Regions from separate parts of the Mus musculus genome. Here all the other regions are linked to region 1. The links are chromatin contacts, called in public HiChIP or PLAC-seq and promoter capture Hi-C maps. All regions are on one chromosome and are shown on one strand. Each heading gives the region's core, a stretch centred on a gene start, on an enhancer-like site or on the middle of the called end of the contact. The rest is flanking DNA. Distances are from core to core; before and after follow the strand shown. Region 1 holds the start of Atad2b (ATPase family, AAA domain containing 2B). Region 2 holds the start of Kif3c (kinesin family member 3C). Region 3 holds the start of Rab10os (RAB10, member RAS oncogene family, opposite strand). Region 4 holds the start of Rab10 (RAB10, member RAS oncogene family).

Region 1 (3,294 bases), core at 453-2,952:
AGTTCCTAAAAGGAAGCAAACTTAGTATCTTTTGAACGGGTGTAATTTTTTTCTTTTTATTGTGCTACTTTGACAGGCGTGGGAGAGGGTTATACGGTATAGTCATGTGTTTTGCCATTACACTATATCCCCAAGTCTTATTTGTATATAGTTTTAAATAAAGTTTAAAAAGTATTTTATTGACTTATTTTTTTTCTCTAGTACAGACAGCTGTGCCCTATGCTCTCCATGCCTGCTTCCTCTTTCTTTCTTTCTTTCTTTCTTCCTTCTTTCTTTCTTTCTTCCTTCCTTCTTTCTTCCTTCTTTTCTTTCTTTCTTTCTTTCTTTCTTTCTTTCTTCCCTCCTTCCTTCTTTCTTTCTTTCTTTCTTTCTTTCTTCCTTCTTTTCTTTTCTTTCTTTCTTCCTTCCTTTCTTCCTTCCTTTCTTTCTTTCTTTCTTTCTTTCTTTCTTTCTTTCTTTCTTTCTTTCTTTCTTTGATGTATTTCCCCTCATTTTGTAGTTCAGAATGTATCTCTAAAGGAGTTCCTTAGGTCCTTGCTTGAAGTAGGGGCTCGTGCTTCTTACCACCAGTTGTACTTTACTGATCTCTTGTCCATTTGTTGGTGAGCTTTCTTGAGAATCAGAGGGTCTCATTATGTAGCTCTGCCTGTCCTGAAACTCACTATGTAGACCAAGTTGGCTTTGAACTTATTTACTTATTTATATATATATATATATAAATACACACAACTACTCTGTACATTCTATATAGTGAGGACTGAACAAAGCTTATTAATTTTTTGTTTGGGGTCTTACATGGCTAAATGTTATAACTATGAAGCTATTTAGTCTTTATTCACTCTTCACTTTTTTAGTGTAATAATCAGGGGAATTTCTGCCCAAATAAAGACTAGGCTCTCTATCTTAGATAAACTGTGATGCTTTGAAATGAACATTTATTCTTCCCTCTATAATTCCAGACCTTTCCATATTACATTAATTTAATAATTACATAGTACTTTGACTTTTTTTCCTTTGGAAGTGTTTTGTCTTAATTCTGCACACCGGTAGGATGGAGATAAAAGATGCTGCAAAATCCCTCCGGTAGACTTGGCTAAAGTCAAAGGGAACAACACTTGAGTTCAGTGGTTCAAATCTTTAATCCTGGCGCTTGGGATGAATGCAGAGTTCAAGGCTAGCCTGGTCTCCATAGTGAGTTTAAAAAAGGATGCAGAGTTCCTAGAGTTGTTTTTTCTTAGTTTAACTTGCGTGGATTACCGCAGGGACTTCTTTCATTCATTGCCATTATCATTTGGACAGTCATGCAATGTGCAGCCCAAGTTCATTAGGGGTCTTGCCCAAAGTACCTAGGCAACTGGAACCCCTCCGCACCGCACCGTCCTCTCCATTCCTTCTACTCCGCGCTTGGTCGGCCGTTCCTGGCGTCCTCCAGGCCACCGCAGGGGTCTGGAATCTGGGGTCCTCGGTCTTGGCCAGGCGTTGAAGGGTCCGGACTACGTTCCACGCGGAAACCCATCCTGCGCCCTGGCCGGCTCTGCCCATCCCCCAGTCTAGACAGGGCAGCAAAAGCTGGCCACTGTGGGGTTCACAGCCCAGAGCGCCTCCCCGCAGGCCTCCCGCCGATGCTGACGTCACGTCGAGGCGGGGCCTGTGCAGAAGGAAGGGCTGCGCGTCCTTGCAGCGCCCCGCAGCGGCCGCGTCCAGAAGCGGCCTTGTCGGCCCTGCGGCGCCAGAGACCTGACGCACGGAGCTCGATAGAGAGAGAACGAGAGAGAAAGGGGCAGACATGGCGGCTCCGCTCGGCTCCCGCTGAGGACCGCTGAGCGGGCGCAGGGTCTGCGCGGCCGGCCTGCAGCCTCGCTTCCGCCTCCCGCTCCCTGCCTCCTCGCGCCGCCGCCGGCTTCTGCTCCGCTCTAGCCTGTCGGGCCTGCGTCCCGGAGAGGCAACGCGAGCCGGCCCGGCGAGGCTCCGCTGGCCCCTGCCCGCCGGCGGGCCGGCCTTCCTCGCCTCTCCCGGGAGCGGCGGGCGCGGCGTGGACCCGGTCCCCCTGGCTGGACCATGGTGAACACCCGGAAGAGCTCTCTGCGCCTTCTCGGGTCCAAGTCTCCTGGGCCCGGGCCTGGGCCCGGGGCCGGAGCCGGAGCGGAGCCGGGGGCGACCGGCGGCAGCAGCCATTTCATCTCCTCTCGGACCCGCTCCTCTAAGACGCGCGCGGCCAGCTGCCCGGCGGCCAAGGCCGGGGGAAGCGGCGGCGCCCTGGACGAGGCCCGGGTAAGAGCGGCGGCCCACGGCCGAGGCTTGAAAGTGCTGGCCCGGCCGCCCGGGCTTTGTCTGGCCGGAGACCGTCTTGCGGGTGCGGTGGAGGGTGGCAGCCGCCGAAGGGCCGCGACTCCAGCACCTTAGCTGAGCCGGCCCGGTTCTTTTGTGTAAAGAACAGCACTCGAGTCCACGGGAGATGGCTCTTGGGGTTCCTTTCGGGGACATTAGAATGCTCTGCCATCCGTGTCCTTGCCCGGCTTTAGAAGGGAATTCTAGAGGAAGCAAGAATTTAAGGCTGCAGTGCCTGGCTTGGAAGGGGAGAAGAGAGAAGTGAAAGTTTTCTGCGGTGTCAAACCCCTCTTGAAAGTGTGTCAGCTCTTGCCGCTGTCTGAGTTTACTTAGTTTGGGGGTGGTTCAAGTTGGTAAGGAAGTGAACAGAGCTCCAGTTGGCAGGCAGGCAGGCAGGGATGCTGAAAAAAGTTTGTAGCTGCACTGACACCAACTTTAAAAACAAAACCAACGCTTAACGCCTCTGTAGGCAAGGCAGATCAGACACGGTGCTGTAAGCTGTAGGGCGAGCCAGCCAGCTAACCAAGGTTCTTGTAGAGAGCAGAGGACTTTCAAGTTACAAAGGGAGTATGTAGAAAGAAACGTGTCGAATGGCCATCGTGACATGGTTTCTACATTTCTGTTAAGGAAATGTTTTTCAAAAGTCAAACTAGCGTTGTTGTGGTCCGTACAATTGCAGAAGCAAGAGTTGCTTTAGTTCTTTAGAGATGAGATCTGAGATCCTGAACTTTTATCACCTGTAGTGTAAAACATGAAGCTAGCACATCGAGAAGTTTGTGTTACTATGAAATTGGTTCTGAATTCAAGGAGTGGGTTAATTCTGCCTAGAAAGAGGCTAACTTTCTAAGAGTAATTTGACTGAACAGTGTTCTTTATTTAAAATATTCCTTTAAATTCACACAATTTTTGTAACTTAACACAAGGTTTTGTAGGGATTTACAAAGTTGTGGTTTGTTTATACGTTTT
Region 2 (3,229 bases), core at 30-2,529, 1.6 Mb before region 1:
ACTCACATACATAAAATAAATAAATAAATCTTTTTAAAAATTTATCTACTTTTACTTATATGAGTACACTGTAGCTGTCTTCAGACACACCAGAAGAGGGCATCAGATCTCATTACGGATGGTTGTGAGCTACCATGTGGTTGCTGGGAATGGAACTCAGGTCCTTCAGAAGAGCAGTCAGTGCTCTTAACCACTGAGCCATCTCTCCAGCCCTAGAGTTTCTGATTTAATTTGCTTCTCTGTTGCTGTAATAAAACACTGCCCGCCAAGAGTAACTGGGGGAGGAGAGGGTTTATTTGCGCTGCAGGGTTCCGGCATCAGGACCTCAAGGCAGGAGCTTGAAGTAGCAATCATGGAGAGACATTATTTACTGGCTGGCTTCCAGACTTGCATTCTGCTATCTTTCTTATACAACCCATTACTACCTGCCCAGGGGATCACCTCCCACAGTGGGTTGGGCTCTCGCCTCCATCAATTAGCTATCAAGAATATACCCCACAGACCAATCAGATGCAGGCAATTCCTCAGTCGAGATTTCCTTTTCCCAGACATCTCTAGATTGTGTTGACAAAAATTAACCAGCACAGCTTCACAGATGATGAAATGCTTGTGCTGCCCAAGTGGCAGAGCAGTAGAGGAAGGACTGTAACAGGATCTCTGGGCAAAGGCACAAGGGTGCAACTGTCATTTCTATTACAGCCTGTTGTCTCCTTAAGAAGGGTTCGGCGCCTAGAATAGTGCCAGGGCTCCACGTGAGCTAGAAAAGTGTGTCAGCATGGTTTTTAGGAGTATAGACTGGATCAGAGTAGTGGAGGTAGGCTGAGAGGTCAGAAGATGGACAGGCCTTCCTAAGGTCATGGAGAAGTAGTTGGAGCCAGAGGCCATGTACAGACACAAGAGGTGGAATCAGTTAACTGTGCTTCCCGCAGAGCGTTAAAAGGAAGGCCAGGAGTAAACCAGACTAGGGAGAGAAAACACAGAGCCCAATAATGTTTAGGAGTTTAAGCTCTAGGAGGCCTGGTGACACCCTGAGAAATGGAGGACAGTGACATGTGCCCATCTGCAAGCAAAATGGTTGGAGCAGTGAGAAACCGAGAATGGCGGTTGCCGAGAGAACACGCGTGGGTAGTGCAGCCTCAGCAGACACACTCAGGGGTTGCATGTGGGAGGAGGGGCTCCCAGACTTGAGGACTGGAGAAAGCATTAGCAACCTGACAGAACCGGGTTAACAAAGGAAGGACTACATCTCCCAGCATGCTCGGGTTCGGTGGGGTGACGGCTGGCGGTGGCTGCGCCGCATCCGACTGGTGGGCGCGGGACCTGGGTGGGCACCGGAGCCTGTCATCCCTGAGGGGTCCGTGGGGTGCGGGCGGCGATGCACCGCTGTCCCTCGCCCAAGGGCCGCGCCGGGCTCTTGTTCCCCGCCCCGCGGCCCCGCCCCTTGCCCCACCCCAGACGGGAGACCTAACCCGGGCCGCAGCGCAGCGGCCGCAGCAACATCACTCTCACCGCCGCTGTTCCGCCCCATCCTTTTCTGTTTTTCTCTCATTCTCCGGTGGCGGCGGCGGGGAAGGCGAAGGAGAGGCAACAGCAGCCAGCCTTGGCTGCAATGAATGATCCTCCACCCGGAGGGGAGGACTCCAGGTGAGCCTCTGACCTCGGGAGGATCGGGACCCTCCGAGCCGCCCAGGACTCGCATCCCCCGCCATGGATCCCTAGGGGAAGGGAAAAAGGAGGAGGAAAAGACAGCTCTGCCGCCCACCCCCATCTCATTTTCCTCTTCCTTTATCTCATTGTTGCCGAAGCTGTAGCCGTAGCGCTCACTCTTGCTCCAGCATGGGGTGGATTCCAGGCACTACCCTTCGGCAGGAGCAGCTTGCGCGGTAACCTAGGGATTCTGCCTAATTCTACCTCTCCAGACTGTGCACAGAAAGCCGCGGAGAGCTGTGGAGGCCTGGACTGCAGCAGTCTCGGGGCCAACTCCCTGCATCCCCACCCTGGTAGGCTGCATGCGGATTGAAGAGAGGTGCCTGAGGGCTGGGCCAGCCCGACTGATCCCGACCTAGGAGTAGGGCAGAAGGACCGCCCAGGCTGCAGAGCGGCCCACCTGGAAGGACAGAGGTGCAAGATGGCCAGTAAGACCAAGGCCAGCGAGGCCCTGAAGGTGGTGGCCCGGTGCCGCCCCCTCAGTAGGAAGGAGGAGGCTGCTGGTCATGAGCAGATTCTGACCATGGACGTGAAACTGGGCCAGGTGACTCTGCGAAACCCCCGCGCGGCACCCGGGGAGCTGCCCAAGACCTTCACTTTTGATGCTGTGTATGATGCTAGCTCCAAGCAGGCCGACCTGTATGACGAAACGGTGAGGCCCCTGATAGACTCAGTGCTTCAGGGTTTCAACGGCACCGTATTTGCCTATGGCCAGACTGGCACTGGCAAGACCTACACCATGCAGGGGACCTGGGTGGAGCCAGAGCTCCGCGGGGTTATCCCGAATGCCTTTGAGCACATCTTCACCCACATCTCCCGCTCCCAGAACCAGCAGTACCTGGTTCGTGCTTCCTACTTGGAGATCTACCAGGAGGAGATCCGAGACCTGCTATCCAAGGAGCCAGGCAAGAGGCTAGAGCTGAAGGAGAATCCTGAAACAGGGGTCTACATCAAGGACCTCTCTTCCTTTGTCACCAAGAATGTCAAGGAGATTGAGCATGTGATGAACCTGGGGAACCAAGCCCGAGCAGTGGGCAGCACCCACATGAATGAGGTCAGCTCTCGGTCCCATGCCATCTTTGTTATCACAGTGGAGTGCAGTGAGCGTGGCTCTGATGGCCAGGATCATATCCGAGTAGGCAAGCTCAACCTGGTAGACCTGGCCGGCAGTGAGAGACAGAACAAGGCTGGTCCCAACGCAGCTGGAGGGCCAGCCACACAGCCAACAGCTGGTGGTGGGAGTGGAAGTGGCAGCGCTAGTGGTTCTGCCAGCAGCGGAGAGAGGCCTAAGGAAGCTTCTAAAATCAATCTCTCGCTGTCCGCCCTGGGCAATGTGATTGCTGCTCTGGCTGGCAACAGGAGCACCCACATCCCCTACCGGGACTCCAAGCTAACCCGGCTGCTCCAAGACTCACTGGGGGGCAATGCCAAGACCATCATGGTGGCCACACTGGGTCCAGCTTCTCACAGCTACGACGAGAGCCTCTCTACCCTGCGCTTTGCCAACCGAGCCAAGAACATC
Region 3 (3,267 bases), core at 346-2,845, 1.7 Mb before region 1:
TCAAAACATCTCAAGTGGGATGGTCACTGATTCTCTGGTAAGACTCACTACATCTCTCAGATGGGGTGGTCACTGCATCCCATGTGGGATGTTCACTGCATCTCAGGTAAGATGGTCACTGCATCTCAGGAGGGATGGATACTACATCTCAGGTGGGGTGGTCACTGCATCACAGGTGGGATTGTCATAGTATCTCACGTGAGATAGTCACAACATCTCAGGTGGCATGGTCACTGCATCTCAGGTGGGACAGTCACTGCATCACTAGTGGGATTGTCATCCCATCTCACTTGGGATGGTCACAACTTCACACGTGGGATAGTCACTGAATCTTAGGTGGATGGTCACTGCATTTCTGTTAAGACGACTCTCTACATCTCAGGTTGGATAGTCATTGCATCCCATGTGGGATTTTCACTGTATCTCAGGTAAGATGGTGACTTCATCTCAGGAGAGACGATCACATCTCAAGTGGTCACTTCATCTCAGGTGGGATGGTCACTACATCTCAGGTGGGATAGTCAACTGCATCACAGGTGGGATTATCATCCCATCTCACCTGGGATGGTCACTACATTTCAGATGGCATAGTCACTGCATCCTAGGTGGAATGGTTACAACATCTCAGGTGGCATGGACACTGCATCTCATGTAAGAATCACTCAGGTAGAATGTTCACTGCATCAAAGGTGAGATGGTCACTGCATCTCAGGTGGATGGTCACTGTATCTCAGGTAGGATAATCACTGTCAATACATCTCAAGTGGCATGCTCACTACATCTCATGTGGGATGGTCACTGCATCACAGTTGGGATCGTCACTGCATCTCAGGTGAGATGGTTACTGCATCTCAGGTAAGAGTCATTACATCTCCCTTGGGATGGTCACTGCATCACAGGTGAGATGGTTACTGCATCCGCTCCGGTTGGTGTCAAAGGATATGGATTTGCCTGCGGTGAAGCGGCCACGGTGAGGGGAGGCCGGGCATGCGGGCGCTTCGACCCGGTGACAGGGCAGCGTATTAATACGGTACGTTCCTGGGAGGTTAGACCCGGAGATGTACAGGTAGGAACTACACCTCCCAGCGTGCCTCCCAGTGAAACTCGGGGCTACTGTGGCGTCACTTCCTATGGCAAACAGGAAGTCATGCCTAAAGCAGGAAATAACTGCAACTCCCAGCATGCTTGAACCCTAACTTCCAGACAGGAAGTTCCTCCGTTCCAACAGGAAGTGAGTCCTTCTACCGCATTGTAAATCTCACGAGAACTCGGAGCGGCAGCGTGACATTGAAGACTTCCAGTTCCGGGTTCCGCTGATCAGAAGCGGACAAGCAAACAGCGGATGTGCAGTTCCTCTCTTCGCCGAACCCGGTTTTCCCTTTCGGAGCAGCGCGACCGATTTCCGGTTTCCCCGCCGCAACCACCGTTACCCCCCCCCCGCCCCAATCCCCGGCGACTCCAGCGACGTCACCGGTTCAGCTCCTGACCTTTCGGCGAACCGCAGAACCACAGGCGACCCGTTCGACGTCATCACTCCCCGCCCAGATGTCGCTGTGACATCACCCCGCACGTGCCTGCGCTGGCACCGCGTCGTCCTGGCGAGCGCCTCCTCGCGGCGGAAGGAGATCCTGGGGTTCGCTGTGCGAGACATGTCGGCGGGGTTTCACGTGAGTGACACTTGGTCCCCACGGGATTGACAGCGACTAGCGGAGTGGCATGTGGACGTAGCTTCAGGTGAGTGACCTGTTTTTTCCCAAGAGGCACTGACAGACAGGCCAGGGACGGAGCCTGAGCGAGGGCTGGGAGTGGCTGAGCGTGAGTGACAGGGGCCTGGGGCGGGGTCTTAACTAAGCTCCTGCAAGAGACATAGATTTGCATGGGGTCTAAGTTTCATTGCTGCTCGTTTGCATGAATTTGAGTGAATTTGAATGGCTGCTTGGTTTTGTTCTACCCAGGTTTATATAACCTCCCCTGACCTGTATAAATTAGCATATCGTGTACGTTGGGAATTTGCATACGCTCATGTGACATCAGTTTCGCATGATGAAAATTTGCATAAATTTGCATAATGACAGCTCCCCTGAGTAAATTTCCATAAACATAAACGATGTTATGGCTTTACTCTGCGTGTATTTGTCATGTAAATTTGCATGCATTTGCATAAAACTGCATGACGTTATGGCTTTTCCTGAGTTCAGATGATGTCACAGTTTCCCTCCTTGCCATTGACACGTGTCCAGATGATGTCATCACCCTGTGACACCCCCCCCCCCGCATTTGTATATATTGTATATATTCTCTTGACGTCCTGGCTGGGGGTGTGCCCAAGAGTGATTGAGTCATTGTGGGCAGGGCCTTGACGCGTGTCTGACCCCACCCATTCACCCCTTCCCCCCACCCCAGGGCCTGGCCTTCATGGTCGTCCATCCTGCCTTCCCCGAGATGCTGAGCAAGGCCACCTGGCCCTGCCTCCAGTACTTTGCCGCGAGGGGGGGGGGGCACAAAGGTCAGTGGGAAGGGGCCTCAGGGTAGCTACTTTCATCTTTTTAGGAAGATGGGCGTGGTCTGTTGGTGGCCATACCCACTGTAAGTGGCATCATGATTGCAGTTCTGAGTTTGGGAGAAGAGGGTGGGTTCTGGGGATGATGGAGCGGGGAAATGAGGTCACCACACCAACCACAAGTGATGTCACTTCCTGCTTTTTGGGAGCTTTATGGGCAAGACATCAGGATGGTGGGTGGGGCCAGGCCCACTGGAAGTGATGTCATTTTCAGGATTTCTGACTTGTGGGTGGGGCTTCTGTGAGGGGCTGCCAGGAAGTCTGGTATGATGTCACTTCCAGCTCCACCCGTCCCTCCCCCAGGAAGACCCAGAGACCTTGACCCTGTGGTGGTGTGTGGCCCTGCCCCTTCCACACCCATTGCAGGCCTCGACCCTTTTCATCTTATCCCCGCCCACTTCCCAACGCCATTGCACACTTCCAGCCAAGCCCACTGTGCCTGGCCATGCCCTCCACTTCCTGTCCCGCCCATCACCTCAGGCCCTGCCTGCTTACTTCCTGTCATGCAAATTTGTGCAAATCTATTCAGGTGACCTCACTGACCCCGCCCCTGACTCCACCCCTTGTGATGACCCCACCACTGACCCACAGGCCTTGGAGGGGCTGATCCTGGAGAAGTCAAAGGACCAGGAGGACGCCATGGGGGGTGCTGTACAGGTGAGTGGGGCCTTCTGGGGACGGAGCAGGCAGAACAGAAAGTGACATCA
Region 4 (3,263 bases), core at 49-2,548, 1.6 Mb before region 1:
GGGTTGAAAACAGAAACCGTCCATCTGCTTCGTTGAGGTCTTGAAAAAGCACTGTGAGCCAACCATGCCAGATTCCCACCCCAAGCACGAAGGGCCTCCGATTGTTTGACACATCAATGGTTCAGTCAAGACAGCCAACTCACTTTCCCCCGCCCCTCTCATTTTCCTTAATGATTCTGCAACTCTCAAGTTTACTCCAAGTTACAGTCAGATAGAATATTTTCTCTTTGACCCCCAATTCGGGCCTTTGCCACATAGCCAGTACTGCTTCAATCCCAACCACTAAATTACGTCTATTACAAATAGCACATCAAGTAACTTCATGCAATTATGGTAAGGCCAGGCAAGTCACTTAAAGAAACCGGATTCTGGAACGCTGCTAAATGCTGCATATTTTGTGCCAGAAGGCACCGAACAGAGAAGGAGACTTGAGACCGGATGGTAAGCATGGGAAGACCCCGCCCCAGTAAGGCTATTCCGATTCCAACAGTAACTTAGGTCTGTCGTCTGGAATCGGAATCACTGGAACAAAGGCGTAAATTCCGGGAAGCAAGATGTCTGGAATAAAAGAAAACGGCTCGCGGCTACAGAGCCCCCACACCATCCTCCCACAGGTCTTACCTATGGTGGAAATAAAGGTGGTATTGAAGGCATCGTCCGAAAAACGAAAAAGGACGCAGGTCTTGCCCACTCCCGAGTCCCCGATCAGGAGCAGCTTGAAAAGCAGGTCGTACGTCTTCTTCGCCATTGGGAGGAGCGGCTCGGGCGCTCGCCGCCGGTAGCCCCAAGGGATCGGAACTGCTCACTACAACCAACTCCTCACCCGGGCGTTCTGGGGCCGCAGCAGCCGGGTAGCGTGTGCGGAAGGAGAAAGCAGCTCTCGAGACGGAGCAGGAGACCTTCCGAACGGCCTCGTCGAGGAAGCCCCGACGGTGGCGGCGCCCGTGCCTCCGAGGGGCGGCGCCCGCGGCTCCGCAGCCTCTCCCAGCCGCTCCGCCCGGTTCCGGGGAGTCGGTCGGGACAAAATGGCCTCCCCTCCCCCCTCAGCGCAGCTCGGCCGGGACGCTCCCACGGGCGGACGAGCGAGCTCTACGTCGAGGGAGCGCGGCGGGCTTGAACACGGCCTCCGCCCGGAGCAGAAACCCCGCGCTAGGACACGGGCGAGGGCAGCGGGAGGTCTCGCGAGCCGACAAGCCCTGCTACATAACCCCAGGAAACAGAGCCGCCCCGGCCAGAGCCACCTTTTTCCCCGTGCCCTCTCACGCCGGCGTGCGCGCAGCCTGAGACGCACGCAAGGACGTACACCCGCCCTTCTCTCGCGCCCTCGCCCCTGCGGCCCGCCTCTGCGCACGCGCGCGGGCGGGCAAGTAGGGCACGCGGAGGCGGGACCAGAGGGGGCGAGGCCGCGGGCGCGCTCCCTACGGCCTCCTGATTGGGTGAGCGGCTTGACGAACACGCCCCGCGGGGGAGGTGCGGCCCGGGAACTGCGCAGGCGCACTACGTCCGTATAGCTCCTGCCCTCCCTCCCTTGCCTTTTCCGGGGCGCCCAGCTGACTGCTGGAATCCTCTACTCCCTCTCAGTATCCTGTTGAGGAGCTAAGGATGTTAGCCCAGCGACGGGCGTGGCTGGCTGTGTGTGTGTGTGTGTGTGTATAGTTCATATAGATGAGAGAGAAAGAAGTGCTCTGGGCCACTCAGGAACCTCCTTACTAAACCCGGACATCTCCAGAAGAGATCCCGCTTGTGGGCTGGTCCTGACAACCTGGTCTCCTTAAGAAGCTAGAGTTGATAGAGCCGGGATTCCAAACTGAAAAAGGCGCAGCGCTCCTGGGGTTGGAATGATGTCATCGGCCTGAGGAACCCCGGGTGCGGGGAGAACCTCCCTGCGAATGGAAGCTTCTTTGCTGCTTCGGGCCTAAGCAGCCCTTGGAATCCCGGGAGCTGAAGCGCTCTATTCAGAAAAGGCGGGCGGTCACTGTAGCCAAAGTTGTACCACCAAATCGAAAATCTGAAAGCCTGCCCCATCCCAACCGATCTCTTCCTTGCTTTTCACTTGTTTGTAGGTTGGTTGTTTTGTTGCAAAGTCTGTACACCAGTACTGACTTCCAATTCATGAATCTCCAGTCTCAGCCTCCTGAGGGCTACTCTGGTGGGGTAACTCCACCACACCTGTGCCATGTCTTTTCTCTAGTTTTGTCCCTTTTCCCTCTCTCCCTATCAGTTTTATTTACACCTCCCTTTTCTTCCTTTCTATAGTCGAAATAAGCAAATTTCTAACTTACCTTTCTAAGTATGCTCCAGCACCCGCAGAATGTGATGGTAGAATGGTTGAACCTGATGAGCTGATTCACCAATAAGGAGATTTTTATTTAGGTAAATTTTATATACACACACACATAACTAATTAGCATATAACAAATATATAAGCATATTAAATAAAAATAAGCTACACTTTGGCAGACACCTCGCCATCACCAACATGTGCATTTCATGTGTAAGTAAAGCCTTTGATCATGTTCTTTTCTGACCATCTTAGATGTGATCATGCTCTTCAAAGACTTGTCCTCCTTCTAAACACCCATAAGCCTTTGAAGGTGTTTGTGTTCTCTAAACCATCTCCCAGTTGATTCTCTGATTGGTTTTAGTTTTCTCATTAAACTATATCCTCCAAATCATTCTTCCTCCAGCTGGGACTGTCGTGCTGTATCATGAATCAACAATTCTATTAAAAGTTGTCGGTAAGCTTCTCAGCTTTGTCTTAGCTCAGTCATAATCTTGAGCACCCCAGGAAAATCTTCAAGGAGCTGGGGATGTAGCGCACTTGTACAGTGCCTGTCTAGCATAAATGAAGCCCTGGGTTCAATTCTTGCAAGTTGGGGACCAGAAAATCAGAAGTGTAGAGTCATCTTTGATAACAAAAGAGAATTGGATGTCAGCCTGGGAGACCTTGTCAGAATGTGGAGGTGGGTTGAGATTATTCTTTCTCAAATAGCTCAATTGATTAAATTCCAATACTGTAAAGCATTCTGAAAGTCCTAGTCTGTAAATTACCCAGGCAAGCCTCAACCTTCTCCAGATTCGCCCTCCCAAGTTTGCAGGTGTGTGCTACCGCCCCTTCTTGAATGTAATTGGATTTATTAGTTTTTAAAGTAGAAAGCTGAATTTGGGAAACAATACTATCACACAAATTTGGGAAGTAATGGACTGCTAGAAATAATTACCATTTTTTTCAATTTTTTATTAGGTATTTATTTCATTTACAT

The links. Promoter capture Hi-C pulls out the DNA fragments that hold promoters and counts their contacts. HiChIP or PLAC-seq counts read pairs in DNA pulled down with a chosen protein or histone mark. Capture Hi-C pulls out chosen DNA fragments and counts their contacts.
Region 2: a promoter capture Hi-C map of pre-B cells shows a contact between it and region 1, with 3 times the contacts expected there. The contact joins the promoter of Kif3c here to the promoter of Atad2b in region 1. A contact is called at or near these places in 1 of 39 promoter capture datasets (pre-B cells), 1 of 484 Hi-C or Micro-C datasets (B cells) and 2 of 9 other capture datasets (adipose tissue and liver).
Region 3: an H3K27ac HiChIP or PLAC-seq map of thymic regulatory T cells shows a contact between it and region 1, with 11 times the contacts expected there. The contact joins the promoter of Rab10os here to the promoter of Atad2b in region 1. A contact is called at or near these places in 1 of 39 promoter capture datasets (pre-B cells), 1 of 115 datasets of contacts at active chromatin or transcription factors (thymic regulatory T cells) and 2 of 9 other capture datasets (adipose tissue and liver).
Region 4: a contact with region 1 is called in a promoter capture Hi-C map of adipose tissue, with 4 times the contacts expected there. The contact joins the promoter of Rab10 here to the promoter of Atad2b in region 1. A contact is called at or near these places in 4 of 39 promoter capture datasets (the C10 cell line, liver, neutrophils and 1 more), 5 of 484 Hi-C or Micro-C datasets (CD4 T cells, CD8 T cells, Th1 cells and 1 more) and 2 of 9 other capture datasets (adipose tissue and liver).

The regions. Positions count from the first base shown.
Region 1 is chr12:4,915,651-4,918,944 of GRCm38.p6, forward strand. Atad2b (ATPase family, AAA domain containing 2B) reads left to right here and starts at 1,703. Exons shown (of 28, transcript NM_001362349.1): 1 at 1,703-2,271. The coding sequence starts at 2,059.
Region 2 is chr12:3,363,853-3,367,081 of GRCm38.p6, forward strand. Kif3c (kinesin family member 3C) reads left to right here and starts at 1,280. Exons shown (of 8, transcript NM_008445.2): 1 at 1,280-3,229. The coding sequence starts at 2,129. I920046F24Rik (RIKEN cDNA I920046F24 gene) reads right to left here and starts at 1,721. Exons shown (of 1, transcript NR_164312.1): 1 at 1-1,721.
Region 3 is chr12:3,234,196-3,237,462 of GRCm38.p6, forward strand. It overlaps Rab10os (RAB10, member RAS oncogene family, opposite strand), which reads left to right and starts at 1,596. Exons shown (of 7, transcript NR_015551.1): 1 at 1,596-1,734; 2 at 3,090-3,217.
Region 4 is chr12:3,308,671-3,311,933 of GRCm38.p6, forward strand. Rab10 (RAB10, member RAS oncogene family) reads right to left here and starts at 1,299. Exons shown (of 6, transcript NM_016676.5): 1 at 622-1,299. The coding sequence starts at 748.